2 separate regions of the Mus musculus genome follow, and region 2 is linked to region 1. Evidence: chromatin contacts called from public ChIA-PET data. All regions are on one chromosome and are shown on one strand. Each heading gives the region's core, a stretch centred on a gene start, on an enhancer-like site or on the middle of the called end of the contact. The rest is flanking DNA. Distances are from core to core; before and after follow the strand shown. Region 1 has its middle 49 kb from the start of Gm30662. Region 2 has its middle 78 kb from the start of Akap11.

The links. ChIA-PET counts read pairs in DNA pulled down with a chosen protein or histone mark.
Region 2: an RNA polymerase II ChIA-PET map of memory CD8 T cells shows a contact between it and region 1, with 3 times the contacts expected there. The contact joins two enhancer-like sites. A contact is called at or near these places in 5 of 484 Hi-C or Micro-C datasets (embryonic stem cells, nephron progenitors, neural progenitor cells and 1 more) and 3 of 115 datasets of contacts at active chromatin or transcription factors (the 230-238 cell line, CD8 T cells and memory CD8 T cells).

What each region holds. Positions count from the first base shown.
Region 1 is chr14:78,378,873-78,384,315 of GRCm38.p6, forward strand. No RefSeq gene overlaps it. Among named protein-coding and RNA genes, the nearest start is that of Gm30662, 49 kb to the left of the region's middle. Within about 2 kb of position 3,404, at least 111 of the 459 cell types and tissues checked have an H3K27ac peak or open chromatin away from gene starts, as enhancers often do. A contact at or near this core is called in CD8 T cells and memory CD8 T cells, where this site is marked.
Region 2 is chr14:78,456,465-78,461,907 of GRCm38.p6, forward strand. It overlaps the pseudogene Gm4821. Among named protein-coding and RNA genes, the nearest start is that of Akap11, 78 kb to the right of the region's middle. Within about 2 kb of position 2,872, at least 65 of the 459 cell types and tissues checked have an H3K27ac peak or open chromatin away from gene starts, as enhancers often do. A contact at or near this core is called in CD8 T cells and memory CD8 T cells, where this site is marked.

The sequences.
Region 1 (5,443 bases), core at 2,154-4,653:
GAGGAAATATATTAGTGCAGAGAGGAAGTGAAGATCTTTTCATGCAACCTGGAACTAGAGAGCCAATCATCACTGAGGCTAGAATATGAATCCTCTTGACCCACTTCCTCCAGCAAGGCACTACCTCCTAGAGAGCCTATGACTTTCCAAAACAGCTCCATCAGCTGGAGACCAAGGTCCCACATGCATCAGCCCATGGAGGACTATAAACTACAATAGTGCCATCATAAACTCACCTGATACCTGAAGGCAAGTGAATAAATCCAGGCCAGGCTGGAAAAGTAAACAAACCGGCAAACAAACCTGCCTCCATGTTCATATTTGAGCATTCAGTCAGGGTACAAGCCAAATGGAAACCACAGCATCATCTATTAGTAAACAGGTGTTGTTTTAAGCTACTGTAATAGGACGCAGTTTGTAATTAAAGAAAGAGATGCTGAACTTGATAAGATACAGGCTAAGATATTAGGACAAAAAGACTCAGACATACAATTGTTTAAACAAGAAGTTCACACAACAAAGTCCAGGATGTATCAGCCACCAATTCCCATCTCGGAACCCAAGGATGCTCTTCAGGGTCCCTCATCTCTCATCTACATCTCAGTCAGTACAAAGGGGACAATATGATGTGGTCCTCATGGCAACATTTTAGGACAAACTCTGTTGTTTCATTTCTGCTCATGAGTCAATCATTGTTAGAACATAATCACGTGGCCATACATACAACAGGGTAGAAATGTTGATGGGAAAGCATCTCTTTGCCCAGATAAAAATGTCAGGAGAATAAAAAAGAAGTGTGGGCATTAGATAGCAGTTGACTGCTATAGTTACATAAACTTCAAAACAGAAATGTTAACTATAATGTGCACATGTGGTACCTAAACACTCAGGACACTGTTCAAAACTTCATCCCACTTTGCAACGAAACTATGCCACTATTAAAAACAAAACATAACAAACAAACAAACAAACAAACAAATAAAGCATCACTTGCCCTTGGATGTGTAACACAATTTGTTGCTCTTTATGGGGATCAAAATGGAAAATAACATGAGTTTTCACAATACAAGTATTCCCTCCTGATTTCTATTAGGTCATCAAATGCTACAGGCAGACTCTGAAATGTCACTCACGGTCTATGTGTTCAAGGCTTGGCTAGCAGACAATAGCACTGTCAGGAGATAGTAGAACATTTAGAAGTCAGGACCTAGTGAAAGGAGGTTATGTCATGAAGTATGCGCCCTTAACTAGGATACTACTAGGATAATATTGTAGGATATTAACTAGGATAACTACTCCCCAGCCACCAGACATCTTCGGCAGTGCACTCCTGCCATGACAAATTATGCCAGCAGAGGCCACACGTGACGAACTTGCAAGCTTGCCCAAGCAAGCATGAATTGAAACTTCTGATATCATCAACCAAATTAAATGTTCCTTCTAACAAACAGATGATCTCAGGTTTTCTGTTACAGAAAACAAACAAACAAACAAAAAAACTGATCAACACACCAGGAAATAGTCTTAGTATGTGAAAGATTTCTAAACAAAAGATAGCACTCTAGCCCTGTCCTCTGAGGTGCTCTGGCATCAAACCCGCCCCCTTTTGGGGAGGGGTCATCTCCTCTGATAAATTTCACTCTGAGTGTTCTAATCCAATGATAATTTTTAAATGCCTGAGAACTAGGTCACAGGAAATATAGATGCTGCTGAAAGGTTAATTTGAACAGAAGTGATATGATTGACATAAAATAAAACCAGACAACAGTGAGAGAATACAAAAAGGAAACAGGAGTGATTTAGGAAACTTTGAAATATGCATGTTCTCCCTCCGTGAAATAGACTTAAAGCTAGCCTGAATACCAATTTTCCTTAACTAAATGGCAGGTTATTAGTAAGAACATAGAAATAGATACTCTTTTGTTAAATATAACATTTTTATAAATTCTTTGAGAACTTTACACAACATATTTTGATCGTATTTATCTTTAATCTTCCCCTAAATCTTCTCCCTGACCTATCCACACCCACTCCTCCCCCCTTCAAGTCCTCTTCTTTTTTTAAATAACCCACAGCATCCAATTTGAACTGCTATATAATCAATGGTGTGGGTCCATCCACCTGAGCATAGCTGGCCTACTATGAACCACACCTTGAAGAAACCAGCCATTCCCACCCCTCCCCAAGAAGCCATCAACTGACAATTGTCCTCAGTTGAGATAAGGAATCACACTGCCCTCCCTATCGCATGCTAGAATCTTAACTACCTAGATCTTGCACCGGTCTTGTGCAGACAACCACAGCTGCTGTGATTCATGAGTTTATCGGTCTTACCATACCCAAAAGACACTGTTTGGTCCTGTTTTCCCTGATCTGTGGTTCTTATCATCTTTCCTACTCCTCTTTTTCAGTGGTCTCTGGGCCTTTTGCTGGGATGAGTGTACCAATGCCCCACTTGTGGCTTAGTGCTCTACTGACACTTAGTGTTATATATACAGGCACTAAGAAGATCTCTCTCTCTCTCTCTCTCTCTCTCTCTCTCTCTCTCTCTGTATTTGTGTATTTGTATGTTTCTATGTGTGATGTGTGTACATGATCATTTACATATGCTATAACTTATATATGGCAACCACGTGATTAAAGTTGTGTTACATATATTACTTCTACGCTGTCATCTCGGTTCCTGTAAGAATGACATCATTTTTTTCCTAAAGTCAGATGCCTTGTACATAATTATTAAAACTGATATGTTCAAAGAATTGCCTATTTGAGAGCAATAATACAATTTAACTTAATTATTTTTCTAAAGGAAAATGAAAAAAAAAAAGTACAGAGATAGACAAAGGAGAAACTAAATTTCATCTACAGCCCCATCACACAGTGCTCACATTCAGTTCATTCTCCATTCCTTCCTGCCCCTCAGAACCCACACTAATCCATCATTAGACCCTATGATTGCATTTCCAAAGTCTGCTGGAATGAGGCAATCCCTCTGTATCAGACATCACTACCACGAGCTCCCTGCCCAGCTCACTTCTTTCCCTGCATCCTCTCTGGCCCCCTTGCATTTGGCTCCCCTCTGGCTGCTCTTAGTCTTCTTGAAAAGAAAGACCATGTTTTGTCAATTCCCTAGTCAAATCTTTCAGTTGCCCAAATAATGGACCTGACCTGTGTGGCTCCACGTGTCCTGCCGCCCGTCTTCAGGTTCACCTCACACTCCCACCCTCCATCCCTCCCTGAGCCAGCCTCATCTTAGTGTCTTCTTCAGGCTGGTCCCTCTTCCTGGGGTCTGTGGGGGGCTCCTCTGTCTTTGCCATTTTCCATTCTTTCGTTCTTAGTTCAGACATCACAGACAGTAATTGTGGGTTTGCACAGAGGTATGAAAACACACATCAAAACACTGATGTAGAGGAGAGATTTTACATAGTTCCTGTTTCCTTTTTTATACTGACATGAGATTTACTGTAGTAACAATATATTGCTATATCAGGAAAACTCTCAATATTTCTCTAGTTTATATGCTGCTGGTGAAATCATTTGCCCAGGCAACCCTACTGAGAAGGTAGGGATGCAGACTCGGGCTCATTTCAGCTCCTGCCTCCTTTACCTTGCTGCTGTGGATTGTTTTCAGTTCCCGAAGGCTCTTCACTCATTTTCCTGCCCTCCTCACTGTCTCCTTGGTTAACAATGCATCTCCTTGATCGATCTTGCCACAGCCTCACAGTGGCTTGGTGTAATCACTCCTCATTTTCCTAGACTCGGCTCAAAGCATCATGACAGCACTCCATGATCCCAGGAGAAGTGTCTTTGGTCTCCATATTCTCAAGACTCCTGGTTCTTACCTCTTTAAGAGTAAGCTCTTTGCTTTGATGTTTGTCCCTGAATAATGATTTTGCCCCGTGGGAGAGGAACCAAACCCAAGTTAGTGCCTGATAGAAGCAAAATACTCAACTGATGTTGGCCAAATGAACAAGCAAACTGTATTATACGGATTATACGGGGGGGAGGGGGGGTAGGTGGAATCAAGGTACAAAGTGGTTTCTCAGCTAGAGTTGCAAGCTCTCTCACTTACATGTTCTTTTACATTTGAAAAATAGTTCCATATGAAGCAAAGCTATTGAAATAGGAAAAGGCAAGGCTGAGGAGTGTGTTGAAAGCCTTTAAGGGGCTCAAATGGCAAATGAGGAGTGTGGCAACTTTTCACACTTCAGACTTCACTGCACCACATTCTTACCAACAGCGGGTCTACAAAATCTGTGTTGACTGGCAAGAGTTGCTTTCTTATTTATCGTTGAGGTGACTTCAGTCTTTTGACTTCAACCAGAACCCATTCGGGCAGCATGATTTCCCACTAATATTTTGCTGCTGCTGCTACTACAGACAGGGAGGACAGTGAAGCCCGTGGTTTCTATCCAGAGAACAGCCGCCTCAGTCACCACAATTGCACAATGAGGCGAGAGCAGTGTGTAAACAAAGAGAAGATGGAGTCAGGATGCACAGCTGCATCCAGCACTCTGTGCTGTCTTCCCGATGTTCCTGTCACACTGTTCTCAGGGCTCAGACCAATGCATTCATCCAGTGGCCAGAAAGCAGCTTGCCAACATGACTTGGCAGTACTCCCTGGGGCTGCACTCATTCCTGGTGGCACTGGGCAGGATGCCAGGCATCACCCTCCGTGTACAAGGCTGCAGGGCAAGGTGCCCAGGACTGGGAAACAAAAACAGCTGCCAGAGTCACCGAGTTGTTGGTTGCCTGAGTTCACCCACAGAGAACTCAAGGACAGTGAACTGCCAGACCGTTTCCAGGATATGTCCCGGTCTCTGTCCCTGGGAGGGACAGGACACAAAGAGCTCCAGAACCCAAGCACAAGAGTCAACAAATCCAGAATCAAATGCACCTCCCTCCCCATTTTAACAGGCACGTGGACAAAACATCAAAAACAGAAGTCAGGCCCCTCTTGACCCTTGTTAAGACACCAGACACTGGGTCTGGGCCATTTCTGGATGAGAACCCAGCCACTAGGGGAAGCATGAAGACAGTTTCTATCAGAATCTTTTGGTAAATTTTGGTTATTTTTTCCCCACAGAAAATATTGGTTCTAGAGAATAGAGTTGTTCCTACGTTTGTTGATTTCTATGGTCTCTGAAGAACTCAGAGACCTGAGAGTCCAGAAAGGTTCCCAAAGCTGCCTTTGACTCCTGGGGTGCCTTTGGACTTTCTGCTAGTGTGTTTCTCTCTGTTTCTTTTGGAAAAGTATCAAGATAGGCCAGAGTTAGTTAAGCAGAGAAAGTTTTAGCTGAAGAAGAATAACATGTGTAAATAACACTCCTGACAAAAAGAAGAGGAAAAAAATCTAAATGGTAAGTTGGCTGATTGGTAAACCGTGTAACTATAATAGTGACCCGAAGTGAGATTTATTTTGGTAAATGTATCATATTTCAGC
Region 2 (5,443 bases), core at 1,622-4,121, 77 kb after region 1:
AGATCCCACCCAGAGTTCTGCTGGCCTGGCTGGCATTCAGCATAGCATACTAGTCTGTCTTCTGCACCTTCTTCCACCTGTCAAAAACAACAGTCATCAACAGACTCCATTTAAAATGTTCTAGCTACATAAAAAAAAAAAGTAATTAGCACAGAGTTCCCATACACCTCATCAGTGTGTGAACATTTTTTTTGAGTTTTTGTGTTTTGGTTTTTTCTATTATTAACTTTTGGCATTGCTGTGGTATATTCCTTTAATTATAGACTTGGCATTAGATCCATTTTAATTACTAAAGCTCGTGTTACCATTCATATTCCATTTTTGAGTCATATAGCTTTTTAGATTCATCAGTTCTAAAATCCCATCTTTCACTCAACTTACTTACCTTTTACCCTCCAAACTTTGGTCATTCACTAACCTTCTGCCTTCTCCAAAATGCCAGCGTGTTTGGCAAGCACTATGTTCCATTGGCCAAGCAATAAGCATTTAGCAGTTAAATGTCCTTATGGTACGTCAGGGAAGCTTAGCTCAAGTCCCTTTATTGCTGAGTAATATTCCACTGCATATTTGTTGGCTTGGTACTCTACTGAAACACACCTGGGTTTCTTCCAGTTTCCAATGACAATGAATGAAGCTGCTGTGAATGTTTGGATGCGCAGAGTGTTCATCTCATTCAACGAGCAGTAGGCCTAGTGATTGCTGAGCTGTTTGTTCAAAAGTATGTTTGGTTTAGAGGGACAAATTTTCATGTTTTCTCTCGAATGTGCAATCTGCTGCAGCTCTTGAGAGAGCAGGCCCTGCCCCTTACCTAGGCAACACAGTAGAGCTGCCCCTAAGGCTGGAGTTACAGGTGAGCCAGCCCCAAGGGTGTGAGCATAGGAGGAGAGCTGGCCCGCCTCTTGTCTGCTGGGTGATGGAATGAACAAGGAAGAGACTCCCTCCTCCCCTATCTCATTCATCACCATCCATGGCAGACAGGAAAGCTGTCCCCAGGGTCATGAGACTGCCACTTCTCTCACCTGCTGCAACACTCAGGAGAGTGAGCCCTGCACCTTGCCTGAGCAGAAGGATAGAGCTAGTCCTGGTGGAGTCAGGGGTATATTGTCATTGGCGAGCTTGCACAAGGGCATGAGACTGGGAGAGCAGGCAGGCTGGCCAGCTCAGATACCTCTCAGGCCTAGATCCATGGCCAACCCCAACATCTACCGCATCGATGCAGGACTAGAGTATGTGAAGGGGCCTGTCATATATATATGATTGCCATGACACAGGGCAATGACAGGACATCTGAGAGGAGGCCCAGTGAGGAACTGTTATCAATAGAATAGCAGAAGCCAGAGGCCTCATACCAGACCAATAACTCATTGAAATGAACATTTGTAAGCAAAGAAGATATGGACAAAAGGGTATACTTTGGGATACAGGGTGATGCCCTACAGCTTCCACAATGAGATTATTTTTCCTTGTTGGGGGGACAGATTGCAAGGATGGGGGATGGGTATGAAGGGGGAAGATGAGTGGGATTGGGGTGCATGGTATGAAATTCACAAAGAACCAATAAAAAGTTGGGTTGTTTAAAGAAGTGTCTTGCAGACACCCACTTGGGCTCACTCAACATGGGGGTCTCATCTTATGTTGTGAGTCTTCCCTAGAGGACAGTTCTGTGCTGGGTTCTTGGGACTCACAATGAGAAGAATAGTGTGAAGATTGGTAGAGCCCAGTTGCCTTTTTGTTCTTAAAGAGCTCAGCAGAGGATACAACCAATGAAGAAGAACAGCTGGGGCAGGGCGATCACCAAGGACCAGAAAGTCTGACTCACCACCAGCCCTATACCAGAGAGATCTTTGCTAATCCCAAATGAAGAGGAGGTAGCACAGCTTTGGCTGAGTGAAGCCAAGCCTTGAAAGGGCTAGAAGGAGCCTGATGCATCTTACAAACAGAGCAGTTCATCCTACTTGGAGCCTCCTTCCTCCTAGCTCTTAGATCACCCCAGCACCTCCCTCCCCTCTCCCTGGAGATCTCCTCCTTCCTTCCCTTTCCCTTTTCCTCTCTCCCTACTTTGAGAGAGTCAGATGTTACATTACATTCTAGCACCTCTCCTCCAGCTACTCAACTCTCAAACCAACAGAGGCTTGGAGGGAGGGGAGGGGAGAATCATTTGCAGTGAATGTTGTCAGCTCTCAAAAGACCTCTGACCATCGTTTCATCTCAGGAAGCTTTTATCTCTCATGCTTACAGCACCTGCCTTCAAAGACCTAAGAGCTCACAGGTACTCTGCTGCCTTGGACCGCACATAGGATCTCATCAGTTCTCAGATCTCTGCTTTACAGATGGGAAATCGAAGCCAACAGGAGCCTCTGCTCTCCTGAGCATGTTTCTCAAGAGTTCCACCCAGCTCAGAACCACAAACATTGACTCCAGGCACTGAGCCCCAAAGAAGGACCAGAGACATTTAAGCCACAGCTTTGTGGTTCCGGGACAGACTCTGAAAATAATAAGGTTCTCCAAGTTGACTAGAGGCACGATGTCATGGCACTCATGCCCTGCCCCCTGTTGCTAGGGGGTTGTGGGGGGCGAGGACAGAAAAGGCACTGCCTTCTTTCAACTTCTTCCACAGTAATGTGTCCAGTTGCACTTAAGAGAGCATATCGAATTGCCATAGCAAGGGAAATGAAAAATAAAATCACTATTGTAAAATCCAACTGAACCGGATGCCACACCATTAATAGCATCTCCTTCACAAACACTGACTGAGGAAATCCACAAAGACCACACTGACATCAGAGCTCCCTTCTGGCTAATGACTCTGTAACCAGACAAAAGCTAAAGCAAACAGCACCTCACTTTGCCGTCAAGCCTAGGTGCATGGCCCTCCCTGGAGGGACCTTAGAGACTGACTCATGGCCCAGTGGCCCCAGCCCTGAGACCAACTGTACAGTGCATCCAAGTTGGAGCCTGTGTCTTTGAGGGCAGTGCCTACTGCAAAGGGCCGGCAGAGGCAGAGAAGGTGGCGGCGGTGCCTGCTGCTGCTGCTGCTGCTGCTGCTGCTGCTGCTGCTGCTGCTGCTGCTGCTGCTGCGGTGGGGCTGACGTAAGGGATCTGAGTTTGCAGGCAGGTGTTGCTCAGGCTTCTTGTTCTCGAGGAATACCATGAACAGTTCAGATAAGGGAGAGTCACCTGACTCCAGACACAGGATTCGAGCCCAGGGCCTTGGATTGCAGCTACAGGGGAGGGAACTCTGGCTGATCTCTCCCTGCGGAATGGCTGGTGACATTCAGAAAACCACCATCACAAAACTCTGATGGTAATTTTATTCACAATTTCCGTGGCTTTCTGGAGGAGGCTGCGTTTGCTCCATGAATAATCACAGAGAATGTGCTGCTGTGTTCCGCCCCCCAGATGTGGAATTAAATCATTCTTTCAATCATGTATTCCCTGTGCCTAAAAACAAAAGGCTACTTATGTTGCATAGAATCAGCACTGGAACATTCAAAGGAGTCTGTAATTCCAGAACATTTGATTTTTATAAATTTATAGGCATCAAAATAGCCTGAATCGGATAATATGAGAATCTTTAAAAACACTGGGATCTTTTAAACTATATTTTGCAAATTAAAAAAAAAAAGAAGAAGAATTGAATTTCAGTCTGTGGGCTCGTAATAAATTTAAAAGAAAGAATTAGAATATAGACTCATGCATGTGGGCAGCCTATCAGGTTCCCACCTCTGGATGAATTCCTACACAGAGTTGGCTACACTTGTTACTATCAAGTGATAATGTTGGCCAGAAATGTGTGCTTTCTGTAAAAGGAAAGACCCACCCCAACACCTTCCATTATGTCTTTTAATGTACTTAACACAAGTGTTAAGTACATTAAGGTGTCGAAGAAATGCTGCCAACACCCAATCACTCATTCTAAGGTTTGTTTTGCTTTGCTTTGGGGTTTTTTTGTTTGTTTGTTTGGGGTTTTTTGGTTTTTTTTGTTTGTTTGTTTTTCTTTTTGTTTGTTTGTTTGTTTGTTTGGGGTTTTTTTTTTGTCACTTTGTTTGAGCTAGGTACTGCTAGGCTAGGCTCTGAAGATTCAGAGGATAACAAAACAGACAGGAAAGTCTCTGTCTTGGGTCTCTATTTTAATGTCTTCTAAATTATCACCAACAGAACACAGAGGAGGAGCACTGAGATCATAGATCACAGGCCACCCACCTTCAGAGTCTGCCCTCAAGCGGGAGGGGAGATGGAGGAAAAGGATCTAGCAAGGAGGCTATTGCTTTGCTGCAGCCCGTTTCTTTGGAAACATTTACAGGGGTCTTAGAAAATAGACCCTTGTAGTAGACCCTTCTGCTGCTTAATATCCTCTGTGTCAGATCCCCTCAGCCTTCAACTTATACTCAGTATCCTCCTGGCCGTTCTCATTGTCTTCGTTGTCCTCGTCGTTGTCGTCATCGCCCTCCTCCTCCTCCCCCCCCCCCTCCTCCTCCTCCTCTTCCTTCTCCTCCTTCCTCCTCCTTCTTCCTATTCAGAAAAATCCCAAATGTTGGATGCTGGTGCAGCAGGAGGCCCCGGACGACCCAGGGCGTCAGGATTAGGACGTCATAATGGCGCAGCAGTTTTAGGTGCTGGTCTTAGGGTCGCTTGCCGCGGTCCTGGTCGAGGCCACGGGGCTCGTGGAGGTAAAGCTGAAGGCAAAGAGTGGATCTCCGTCATCAAGCTGGGCCGCCTGGTCCTTGAAGGAGATCTATCTTTCTCCCTGCTCATTAAGGAATCCGAGATTATTAACTTTTCCCTGGGTGCATCCCTAAAGGATGAGGTTCTGAAGATCCTGCCAGTGCAGAAGCTGACAAGCACAGCAGATTCAAGGCTTTTGTCGATATTGGGGACTACAATGGTCACGTTGGTCTTGGCGTTAAGTGCTCCAAGGAGGTAGCCACTGCCATCTGAGGGGCCATCTTCTTGGCCAAGCTTTCCATTGTCCCTGTGCGGAGAGGCTACTTGGGGAACAAGATTGACAAGCCCCACACTGTTCTATGCAAGGTGCAAACCTCTGTAGCTCTGTGCTGGTGTGTGTCATCCCTGCCCTCAGAGGCACTGGCATTGTCTCTGCTCCTGTGCCCAAGAAGCTCCTGATGATGACTGGGATAGATGACTGCTACACATCAGTCAGAGGGCAACTTTGCTGATGATGACTGGGATAGATGACTGCTACACATCAGTCAGAGGGCAACTTTGCTAAAACCACCTTTGACGACATCTCCAAGACCTACAGCTACCTGACCCCCGACCTCTGGAAAGAGACTGTGTTCACCAAGTCTCCTCATCAGGAATTCACTGATCATCTTGTGAAAACCCACAACAGAGCCTGTTCAGAGGACCCAGCTGTGACTACCACATAAGGCAGAAATAAAGTGAACTAAGTCTGTGAAAAAAAAAAAAAAGTAGCATTTCT